3 separate regions of the Sus scrofa genome follow, and all the other regions are linked to region 3. The links are chromatin contacts, called in public Hi-C and promoter capture Hi-C maps. All regions are on one chromosome and are shown on one strand. Each heading gives the region's core, a stretch centred on a gene start, on an enhancer-like site or on the middle of the called end of the contact. The rest is flanking DNA. Distances are from core to core; before and after follow the strand shown.

Region 1 (3,377 bases), core at 264-2,763, 170 kb after region 3:
CAGTCCCCTCTTGGTTACACAGACACAGCTAACAGTTACACAGCCAGGATCTTGCAATCCATAAACAATAAAAGACAAATTCTATATCACCCCTAACTACACTCATTAGAAGAGCAGTTAACGGGTATCTTAACTACCCCTTTTCCTGTTTATCCCTAGGCCATCCGTCAAGGCTTAGCTCAAATGCTTCCTTCTGCAAAGCCCGTCTTGACTCCCCAGCTGAGCAGTATCTATTTCTCCCCTGAGCTTCAAAGCACGGCATCTCTGTCAATCTTATGGCAAACAGCTTATGAACAAAATCTTAATATTTTGTTCCTAGCATGACAGAGTTTATGTGCATTATTCCTTCTTTTTTTATCCTCCTTTATAGGTTGTGTTCTCCAAGCTGGGAGGACAGCCCCGGGCAGGTAATGGAGCGCTACACCTATGCAGCACTTACTCTTTGCAAGGCAGTGTGCTGCGGCTTTTACAGGAATTCTCTCACAAAATCCTTTCAACAACCCAATCCAGGCAGTCCCTTCCGGGACTGAGAAAACACTACATGCAACTTTAACGCAGTGAACAACGCAAGCAGCTCACCGTCCGCGGAGAGGGGTACTCCCCGCATCCCCAGGTACAGAGGTGAGGAAAAGCGAGGCTCAGAGAAGTTGTTCACCCCGAATCACACAGCAAAAGCGGCGGAGTCTGAATTCAAACTCAGCTCTTCAGACTGGGTGTTCCCAACCCAGGGCTCGTAACGACTAGGTCCTAAAGCAGGCGCCCGAACAAACGATTAAAGGACAAGTTTGAGGAAACTCCTGCGATGAAAACTATGCAAGGACAGGGACGGCTTCCATTCCGTCTCCTTCTGTGAGAGGGAAGCAGGAAACAGCAAAAGCGCAGGTAGAGGAAGCTGAGGTGAAGCTAAAGAAAAGAGGCCTCCAGAAGCGCGAGGACGCTTCCCACCGAGGCCGGCGGATCACGGGAGACCCCCAGCACCAGGCAGGGCCCGGCTGCAGCCGCGGGCGGACGCACGCCTTCCCCAGAGGCCACGTGGCAGCAAGGCCACGCGCAGCTGCAGGGCTCCGACCCCAGCCGTCGCCTCAAGCAGGGTAGGTTTTAGGGCAGCGACCGCCCAAAATACAGACCAGGTGTTAAGAGGTGCCTGGAGGCACGTGTGTTTCCCTACAATTCCTAGCCCTACGGGAGACCAGCCGACTTTTCACCAAGTGCCCGGCGTTAAGCGGCGGAGACCACTTCTAAGGGCCAAGTCGCGGCCCAAGAACTCCAGCGACGCGAAGTCAGCGGCCAGGGCCGCGCGCTGCATTGAGCTGCCGCCCCCAGGCCCCGCCTCAGGCTCCGCCCAGACCCGCCCCGCGGCCTCCAGGCCCCGCCCCCTACAGGCCCCGCCCCGCCCGTTGGCCCGGCAGCCCGCGCGCGGGAACCACGCCAGGACGCAGGAGGCGTGTCCTGCGCTGGCCGCGTTCCACCGCCCCTGGCCACGCCCCTCGCCCCCACTCCGCCAATGGCCTGCTGCGCCGGCGCAGGGCTCTGAGGTGCCCGCCCTCCACCGCCAACCTAGAGCTGAGCGCATGCGCCTTGGGAGGCTGGCCTGGTGAGGGCTCCCGCGCCTCGGGAGGCGGGGGCGGAAATGGACGGGTTCCGCGAGCAACCCCTCGCTGCCGACTTTGCCCCCGCGGGAGAGCGCGTTGGGCGGAGCCGGGGGCGGTGGCCGCCGGGGAGGTCGAGGCCCTCTGGGTCCGACTCCGAGCTGGAGCGGGGTGCCGGCGGCCCGCCGACCCGCCGGTGTTTGTGTGTCTGTGCCCACCCAGGGGGACATGGAGAGCTGTCTGGTGGCCGCGGCGCTGAACGGGGTGGACCGACGCTCCCTGCAGCGCTCGGCTAGGCTGGCTCGGGAAGTGCTGGAGCGAGCCAGAAGGAGGGCCGTGGACTGGCGTTCGGTGGAGCTTCCCAAAGGCAGCGTGGGGGTTATTTCGCGGGAGCTGCCCTGCCGGGAAAGAGGGCTGGCAGCCGGCCCCCAGCGCCTGCTGCCGGGAGAGGTGAGGGCTCCTGTGCTGGGGGACCAACCCATTCATTCGCCGCACCGGGAACCAGGGCACGGCACACACAAGCGCCCGAGGGAGCCTGTCCTTGGCGGACAGAACAGTGAACTGAAAAGCCCTTTGAAAACGCTTGACGTTTGACAGATTCCTATTGGGTAGCTTTAGGATACTGCGAGAGACCGCTAGTGCTCGGCCCTGATTGGTTACTTTTAAAACAATTCTTACATGCTACCCTTTGGTGTTAGATAAACCTATCTTTGTATTGGAAAATTGCACGTCTATGTATTCCTTTTAGAATGGGAATTCTTTCTCAGTAATGTAATTCTTACTGACTTCAACTTGCAGGGGTCTTTCCAAAAGTAAAAAGGAAGCTATTCCCCAAATGACTTCATTCTCCAGTAGGGGATAGCAGATCTCACCTGTGACTTGTCGTTTATTACTTATTATTATTCAAACAGAGAGAAGAAAGACTCCCCACCCTCAGTGCTTCCTTCAGAACAATGGCAGAATTCATGGACTATACCTCAAGTCAGTGTGGGGTAAGTCGGTGTAAACCAAAGCCTTGCCCCGGGGCTGCCTGCTGGTGGGTCACAGAGTAGATGGTCGTGGAGTTTAGGCAGACTCTGGCGACTGCCTGTTCACCCTGCCCTCCTGGGTGGGCAGGTTGTAATCAGCCAGGGTTTAAACCAGGTCATAAATCCAGGTTGGAATTCACTCAGCAAATAATAAGTGTTAGGAGGGTACAGCACTGAGCAAGCCAGAAAAAGGCTCTCCCCTCTCTGTTGTTTTCAGACTGGGGAGGGGAGGGAGGGAGCCTACTTGCTGAGTTCCAAAACAAGTTTGAATTTTAGGGGTTCTTAAAACCTCGAACTGCACTAAAGTCGTCTTTGTTTTTGGCTTGTTTTTTAGATCATTAGGCTTGCTCTAAATTGCAAGTGAGCCTCTCTGGGTTCCCTCCATTAGATCTTAACCTCTACTCCAAGTCCCTGGTGATGTAGTTTTTAAGTCTGTCCCTTTGGGTTCATATCACTTGCTGACCACAAAGGTGGTTATGGCACAGTTGCAGTGCCCTCATCGGAGGCAGTGTGGCTTCATGGTAGCAGCAGCCTCGGGGCCAAGAATCACTCCATGCTCTGCCTCTTACTGGCTATAATGCCGCAGGCCAGTCAGTCTCTCTCGGCCTGACCCTCCCCAGCGTAAAATGACCTTGTCTCAAGTCCTTCCCAGCCCTATAATCTGTTGCTTTGGTTCCCATGGGAGATGAACACCAGAAAACAGACTATAGCACAAGGAACTCACTCAAGATTCTTTGTTCCATTCATTGGAATGGGAGAA
Region 2 (3,451 bases), core at 863-3,362, 210 kb after region 3:
CCCCAAATTTTCTTCCTGTCTAGACACCACCAAGATCCGTTCCAGAAGCAGATGGAATTTTTTTTTTTACCTTGATGGTAACGGAGCTTCTTTCCTCGTACTTGCACTCGCAGCGTAGACAGTATGCTTCCACGTCTGGCCCCCGCACAGGCATGGGATCCACAACATGAAGGCAGTCACTGAAACGAGACAGAATATTCCGCCTAAACCCAGGTGGACTTTCTACCTACACTGACAAAGCCTGTCCTGAAATCCAGAACACGCCTGAAATCACCCAGAGAAAGAATACAAAGAACACATAATGAGGAGGGGACTGAAGTCGTTTCCTCTATCAGTCATTAGCAACTGGGTGAGATTTAACAGTCTAAGAAACCATAAAGACCCGCATCCAGCAAACTGTTCACAAAAGTGCTATATTTAGGAGTTCCCTTGTGGTACCATGGATTAAGTACCCAGTGTTGTCACTGAGCTGATCCGGGTTGCTCCTGTGATAGAGGTTCAGTCCCTGGCCTGGGAACAGCCATGTGCTGGGGGTAGGCAGCCAAAAAAAAAAAAAAAAAAAGTGCTACATTTATAGTTAAAAATGTACCTGAAAGATCCCAGATGGGATTGAAAACTACTTAGCAGCAGATCAGTCATACTCAGACCTGTTCATTTGGCAGTAACACTGCTTCAAATGACGGACCTGGGGCATTGTTCAAACACTTGTCGACTGACTGACACTGCCCCCGCCACGGCGTGGTATGCGGATGGCTAATCACACCTCCCGGCCGGGAGGTCATGCAACTCTGAAAACCGAACACCAGAGTAAGAAACAATCACTTTTTAATGAGCAAGAGTCTATTTAAAAAACATGGAGAAGTAGGGTTCAGACAACAAAACTATTTTAAAATGAAGACTGATTAACTGCAAACAGTACATAAAAAATAATAAAAGGCTGAAAGTTCTTGTCGTTGGATGTTTATTTCCCCCCCACTTTTCAGGCCATGTATTTGTGATTTATGAAAAAGCAATTCTATCCAAAAAAGTCTTTTCCCCCAGATCTGTCAATTCGAGGACATTAAATTCTATTGCATTTGGAGTGGATAAGCAACGAGATTCTGCTGTAGAGCCCAAGAAACTGAGTCTGATCACTTGTGATGGAACAGGATGGAGGAATAATGTGAGAAAACATGTGTATCGTGTATGTGTAACTGGGTTACTATGCTGTACAGCAGGCGCTGGCACAACACTGTAAATCAACTATAATAAAAAATTTAAAATAAATAAACTCTTACTCTCCCAGCTGTTAAGAGCCCACTACTCTGACCACCTTCGGCAAAGCAGGCAAAGCTTTCCTGTCCTCCCGCAGCTGCTGGGCAATTTCCTTCCCTTCTGCCCGGCCTCCTTGGGCATTTCTGGCTGCCTGAGGAGCTCTGCTAGAGCCAATCCCGCCTCACGCCACCCGCCTCCTGGGGCGCCCAGCACTCCAGCTGACCCTCTCCCTTTGCCCTGTTCTTGCTCTGTTCCCTCTGAGCTGTGGCAGAGGAAAGAACACCCAACACGGCATGAATGATAGAAGTTCGGTTTTCCTTCATGGGTGACTTAATTTTAACAAAGGTAGTAACGAAAAAACAAGTCTGGCAGAATTTCAAACAAGAGGACGTTCCCACAACTCACACAATCCAAGTGTGTGACATTTGTTCCAAACACAGAGAAGATCAGGAGCACATCCAGCCGGATGCAGGCGTAACGCGGGCATTGCAGGGGCATCTCGCTCAGAGTCACAGGGGCACCCAGCCCTGCCGTCTCCTGCGCGAGGCCACAGAGCACACAACAGCCAGAAGGACCGGAAGCCAGGGCTCCTGCTGCCGAGGATGGCCCCCCTCTTTCTCTCTGGAACCTCAGAAAAACGAGGCTCATCGCCTATGTAACTCCTACTTCAGCATCAGAAGCCCTAGTGACAATACGTAGCAGTGACTTGGGACTCTACGTGCGAGTGTGTTAGCATCGAGGGTTCCCTGAGGCGCAAACATCGCGTCCCAGCCAGGCGACCCTGCGAGCCGTCAGGTAGAGGAGAGGCAGGAAGGGTGGCTCCGCTGCGGGTCACGGTAAACACAGAACCTCCAGGAACCGGGCAACACCGCCCCCTAGCGCCGAGGGAGGACGTGAGCCGCTCTCAATCCCACCCACCCGCAGCCAGAGAAGCCCAAGTTTTCTCTGGTTACTCAGCGAGTCAGTGAGGAAGGAAAGCTCATCACCGAACAGAATGGAGAAGGGGAAAGCACCCCAGCGGCTCAGAGTCGCAACTTGCCCTGCCTCCTAAAGTCGGTGAGGAACCCTCGGCTGCGTCTGGGAAACTCTCCCAAACCTAAAAGGCGCATCTGCAGGAGGGAGGCGCGGAGAGCGCGAGGAAGCCCCCAGAGCAAGCCTTGTTTCAGCTGCTGACCCCCAAGCTCCCTGTTCTCACCAGGAACCAGGAACAAATGACACGTGGGTATCTGTGCTCCGGAACAACAAAAACTCAGTGGAAAGACGGGTGCTGAGAGCTGGAACACAGAGGTCGCTTGCCGTTCAGGTGAAGAAACGGATCGTAAGTGCTCAAGACACTTGAGAAATTTACAGGAATACCTTATTTGAGCTTTCTTTTCACATAAAGTAACTTGCTGATACAAAACCTCTAAGAATAGCTAAATCACTTTGTAATAAGAGACAATTTAAAGGGCAACACAGATGCTCAGAAGAGGGTCTGAAGCGCCCGCTTATCAAATATCGGATTGAACCCGGATGCCTATCAGGGGGAGGGCAGCAGCAGCATCGGACAAGCTACACACGCTCAAAGGCTGCCTCTTCTTTTTCCGTCAGCTTGGGATATTGTAACTGAATGAATTTAATTCTGCTTTCAAACATCCAGGGCCACTCGGCTGTGAAATCGGGTGTATCGCGATGGCACGTTTGGAGCTCTTTTTCGTCCATGCCAATCCCAGCGACCTTCCGTTACAAACCATAAAGCGTCCCGGTCCAGGGGAAGGAACCCATCTGTCCTGCTACAGAACGGCTTCTCGACTGTTTCATGGCACGTGTAGAAAAAGGCCTCATTTGTAAAGCCCACTGGGATCAACGGAGAAGGCTGCCGGTGGTTGTACAGCCAGTCGGGAGCCCGTTGCCTCCCTGATTATGCGCCAAGGCCTCAAGGGAACAGTGACTTGGCACACCTAGAACCTATTCTTGGCACACCAAGTGGTAAACTCCGATACACATGGCACATTCCCGCTCCTTCCTGAGTCTTTTAACAGTTTTAAAGATAGTCTCCTATGTTGACAACACATCATCGAGGCCTACAAGCTGTGAAAATTATAACCCAGATAAATGAGGCTTGCTTACCTACCACGGAGAAGCAGGAGGGAGGACCGCCATTTAAGGGGACACAGAAGGGTAGCTCTTGGTAGTTCAGGTGCCACAAACTCAGCCC
Region 3 (3,506 bases), core at 369-2,868:
TTCCCTGGCCCGAGGTCAAGCCGCCGAGGAGACGAAGGTCAAGCGAGCCCAGAACCCGACGCGGGGCGCTGGTCGGCAGAGGACGGGCCCGCGCGCCGAGAAGCCAGCCGGCCGACGCCCCTGCGGCAGAGCCCCGGCCCCCGGCCCCTGCAGCCCTGGTCCTGGCTGCAGCCCCTCCGTGCTGGACACCGGGGGTGACCTTTCCTTGCCCACGCTCTGCCCGGCTCACCTCCTCGGGGCCGTGTCCAGGGAGCTCCGCTCACCGCTCGCGCACGCACGGGCCGCTCCTGATGCCGGATGGAGGGTGACCTCTTCTCAGGCCTTGCCCCCGACGCCCCAGGCCCCTCTTTCTGCTGGCGACAGGCAGCATGGGACGAAGGGCTCCAGGCCCGATGAAGGCCCCAGCACTGTGAGGTCAGAGGGCGTGTGGTCACTGAGGAAAGGGCAGGAGACCTGGAGGGACAGAGACCAGGCCCGGCTCTGTCTCAGCAGCCCTGGCGCCTGGCAGCCAGGCAACCTGCTGGGCCTCGGTGCCCTGCACCCGGGGCTGGGGGTGCGGACCCCTGAGGCACATGCACTCTGGAAACTGCAGCCTGTGTTCGGCTATTATAGCTGGGCACTGGGAGGGGATAAGGTGGGTCTCTGAAGAAGGAGAGGAAGCTTCAGGACCTCCGGTCAGGAGGGGGAGTATAGCTGGCATGAGAAACAGGACCTCACAGGAGGAAGGGCAGCAGGGATGGCTCAAGTTTGGCTGCAGTAGAAAACCTGTGTCGGAAAGTGGAGGGGAGTCTGCGCTGTTCTCTGGGGCCAGCTGGGGCTCCTGAACTTGTTGATGAAGTAAGTGAAAGCATGAGAGTCGTGGCTGGGGAAGATGAACCTGGCAGAGGCGTGAAGGACGGAGGGGCTGGAGGGGGGAGTGCAGGCAGGGTGATCACAGGAGGGCGCTGAACCCCAGAGAAGCGATGTGAGAAGGGCCTTCACGAAGGAGTGCCAGGAGGGCTAAAAAAGGACTTGGTGACAGCGTGTCAGAGAAAAGGATGCTCAGGATAATTTTTTCCGTCTCCCTGACATCCCTCGGAATGTCGGAGGGAAACTAGCCCGTAATTAAGTGAATACGACTGTGGAGTCAGCAACACAGATGAAGACGGAAGCCACCCAAGATGAGCTCGCCGGAGAGACGGCATCCTACGAAACCTTAACAGGGGCAAGCACAGACGGCTGAAGAATACCAACAGTTAAACGGTGGACAAAGGCAGAAGAACCTGAAAGGAAGACTGGTAGGAAGAATGCAAGAGGTGCTCTAGAAAAAGAAGTCAAATGGGTTAAGACAGAGTACAAGTGCTATGGAGAAGAGTCCATGCAGTTTGGAGTTTGGTTAATTGATGACTTTGGTAGGAGCACTTTAATTACAATAATGGGACTGAGGGCTAGACTGTGATGGATTAAAGGATGAACAGGAAACTAGCAAATGCACAGGATTTGTTGACTGCTCTTTGGGTGAACTTGGCTGAAAAGGAAGGAGCAAGGGTAGGAAAGAGAGACAGGGAGAATTTAGGATATTTTAGCTAAGCAGTATTTTAGCTTTACAGAACATGGCACAGAAACCACACACACACACACAGACTAACTGATGGACTGTGATCCTGAACACTGGTTGAGACTTAACACGGGAAGGGTGCCCCCTCCACTTTAGTTAACGATCATTTGTTGAACATGTACTACATGCCGGGAGCTGGGAGTACATGGATAAAAAGAAAATAATCCTCCAGTCTTTGAGGAGTTTGGTCCAGCAGGAAAGACAAACGCAGATCAAGATTCTCTAAGAGCCACGCCCTAGATTTTTGAGGAGGCCCAGTGGGGGCATGTGAGCAACCGTGACCGGATGGGTCAGTTTTCCAAGAGGGGACGCTCACTTTGGGTCCAGACTGAGCGGGGGTTCTCTGTCCAGAAGAGGAGGGGCTCACAGGCGCGCCCAGTAGGTGCCAGTGAAAATTACAAGAGAGCGGCGGAAAATCTACAGGGTCTGGAGAGTACAGGACCTTAACGCGAGCAAGCGCAGAGGTCCCTGAACTGAGGCTGTTCAAAGCGAGGACAAGGCCAGGACCAGGCACAAGGGCGAAGGAGCGAGGAAGACCGAGAGCGTGGGCGCGCAGGCCCGGGAAGGTGGGCGAGACATCAAAAACGGAGCCTAAAAGGACCAGAGCGAGGCTAACGAACCCGACTGGCGTCCGTGAGGACGCGGGTTCGGCCCTGGGCCCGCTCAGCGGGTTAAAGGCCGGCCTTGCTGCGGCCGTGGTGCAGGCTGGCGGCCACAGCTCCGACTACCCCTGACCTGGGACGCTCCATACGCCGCGGGGTGAGGACCCGGTGGGCACCGAAGGCCAAAAGTGGCTCCTCACGCGGCCAGGGGACAAGCCAAGCGGCCGCTACGCCCGGCCCGAGCCAGCCACCAAAACCAGAGCGAGACCCGCGGGACTGCTCAGGGCTGCGGCGGTCGGCGGGGAGCTGAGACCGGCGGCCCCGGCGGCTTTCCCGCCCGCGGCGCGCACCGCAGCCCTCAAGCCCCGCCCCCGGCGGCAGAGCTCAGCCTGCGAGCGCCAGCGCACTCACTGCACCGCGCAGGGCTCCCGGCCCCGCCGCCGCCCCCGGAACAGCTCTGCGATGGCGAGCTCAACCCCCGGATGCGAAAACGGCAAGACCTGTAATCGCGCGAGATCCGCGCCCTCGCAGGCCCCGCCCCCCGAGCCGGAAGTGAGGCGTGGGCTCCGCCCCTGGGCCCGATAGCTCGCGAGACTTTGCCGAGGCCTTCCTCTTGCGTCGCGGCCGCCGACATGGTAGGTGATTGTCCTGGTCCGCCCGTGTGGTTGCTACCCTAGGCCGCGAGCTTTGCTCACCTGCTCCCCCAGCCACCTGCTCCCGCCTTTGGCCTCATCCTCCAGGCCGCTCACGTCCGGCCGCCGGCCGGGGCGGCCGGGACGGGGCGGGGAGCCTGGGGCCGCGTGTTCTTCCCGGAGTCCGGATTCCTGAGACACGCGGACCCGGGCGCCTCCCTGATGAGAACCAGGCGGTGATCAGCCTGGTTCAGCTTCGCTGAAGGCGCCGCAGAGCAGACCCCCGCCCCAGCCCCTTCCCAGGCTGGCAAGCGTGGCCCCCGCCCCACCTCCCAGGGCCTCACCCCGGGCACCTTTTCCCACACAGCCGTCCAGACTAAGGAAGACCCGGAAACTCCGCGGCCACGTGAGCCACGGCCACGGCCGCATCGGTAAGTGCCGGTTTCCCGTCCTGGCCGGCCTCGGGCTGTCCCCGGCAGATGAGCTTAGAGAGGTGGGTGAAGCTTTGTGCGGTGGAGCCCGTCGAACTTGATCGTTAGCCGTTGGCCTTTTCTCTGAAAACCCTCCGCTTTGAGAGGATTTGATATCATTTGGGGGCCTGCAGATTGAGCGGGGCTCAGTCTTGAATTGGTTGAAGGCCAGTTATTACCGCGTTAGTGTTGCGACGGGAAGCCT

The links. Promoter capture Hi-C pulls out the DNA fragments that hold promoters and counts their contacts. Hi-C and Micro-C count contacts between places; a contact is called where the count stands out from the background.
Region 1: a contact with region 3 is called in a promoter capture Hi-C map of liver, with 4 times the contacts expected there. The contact joins the promoter of AKIP1 here to the promoter of RPL27A in region 3. A contact is called at or near these places in 1 of 5 promoter capture datasets (liver), 2 of 47 Hi-C or Micro-C datasets (embryonic fibroblasts and liver) and 2 of 2 datasets of contacts at active chromatin or transcription factors (alveolar macrophages and skeletal muscle).
Region 2: a contact with region 3 is called in a Hi-C map of subcutaneous adipose tissue, with 1.9 times the contacts expected there. The contact joins the enhancer-like site here to the promoter of RPL27A in region 3. A contact is called at or near these places in 2 of 5 promoter capture datasets (fetal liver and liver), 4 of 47 Hi-C or Micro-C datasets (embryonic fibroblasts, liver, skeletal muscle and 1 more) and 2 of 2 datasets of contacts at active chromatin or transcription factors (alveolar macrophages and skeletal muscle).

Annotation. Positions count from the first base shown.
Region 1 is chr9:535,900-539,276 of Sscrofa11.1, reverse strand. It overlaps AKIP1 (A-kinase-interacting protein 1), which reads left to right and starts at 1,513. Exons shown (of 6, transcript XM_013979076.2): 1 at 1,513-1,594; 2 at 1,812-2,039; 3 at 2,501-2,581. The coding sequence starts at 1,818.
Region 2 is chr9:498,807-502,257 of Sscrofa11.1, reverse strand. It overlaps TMEM9B (transmembrane protein 9B), which reads right to left. Exons shown (of 9, transcript XR_002335506.1): 7 at 71-179. Among named protein-coding and RNA genes, the nearest start is that of ASCL3, 18 kb to the left of the region's middle. Within about 2 kb of position 2,112, at least 22 of the 83 cell types and tissues checked have an H3K27ac peak or open chromatin away from gene starts, as enhancers often do. A contact at or near this core is called in skeletal muscle and subcutaneous adipose tissue, where this site is marked.
Region 3 is chr9:710,522-714,027 of Sscrofa11.1, reverse strand. RPL27A (60S ribosomal protein L27a) reads left to right here and starts at 1,618. Exons shown (of 5, transcript XM_003482496.4): 1 at 1,618-2,834; 2 at 3,199-3,262. The coding sequence starts at 2,832. It overlaps TRIM66 (tripartite motif-containing protein 66), which reads right to left and starts at 2,457. Exons shown (of 23, transcript XM_021062260.1): 1 at 2,333-2,457; 2 at 230-453. The coding sequence starts at 2,346.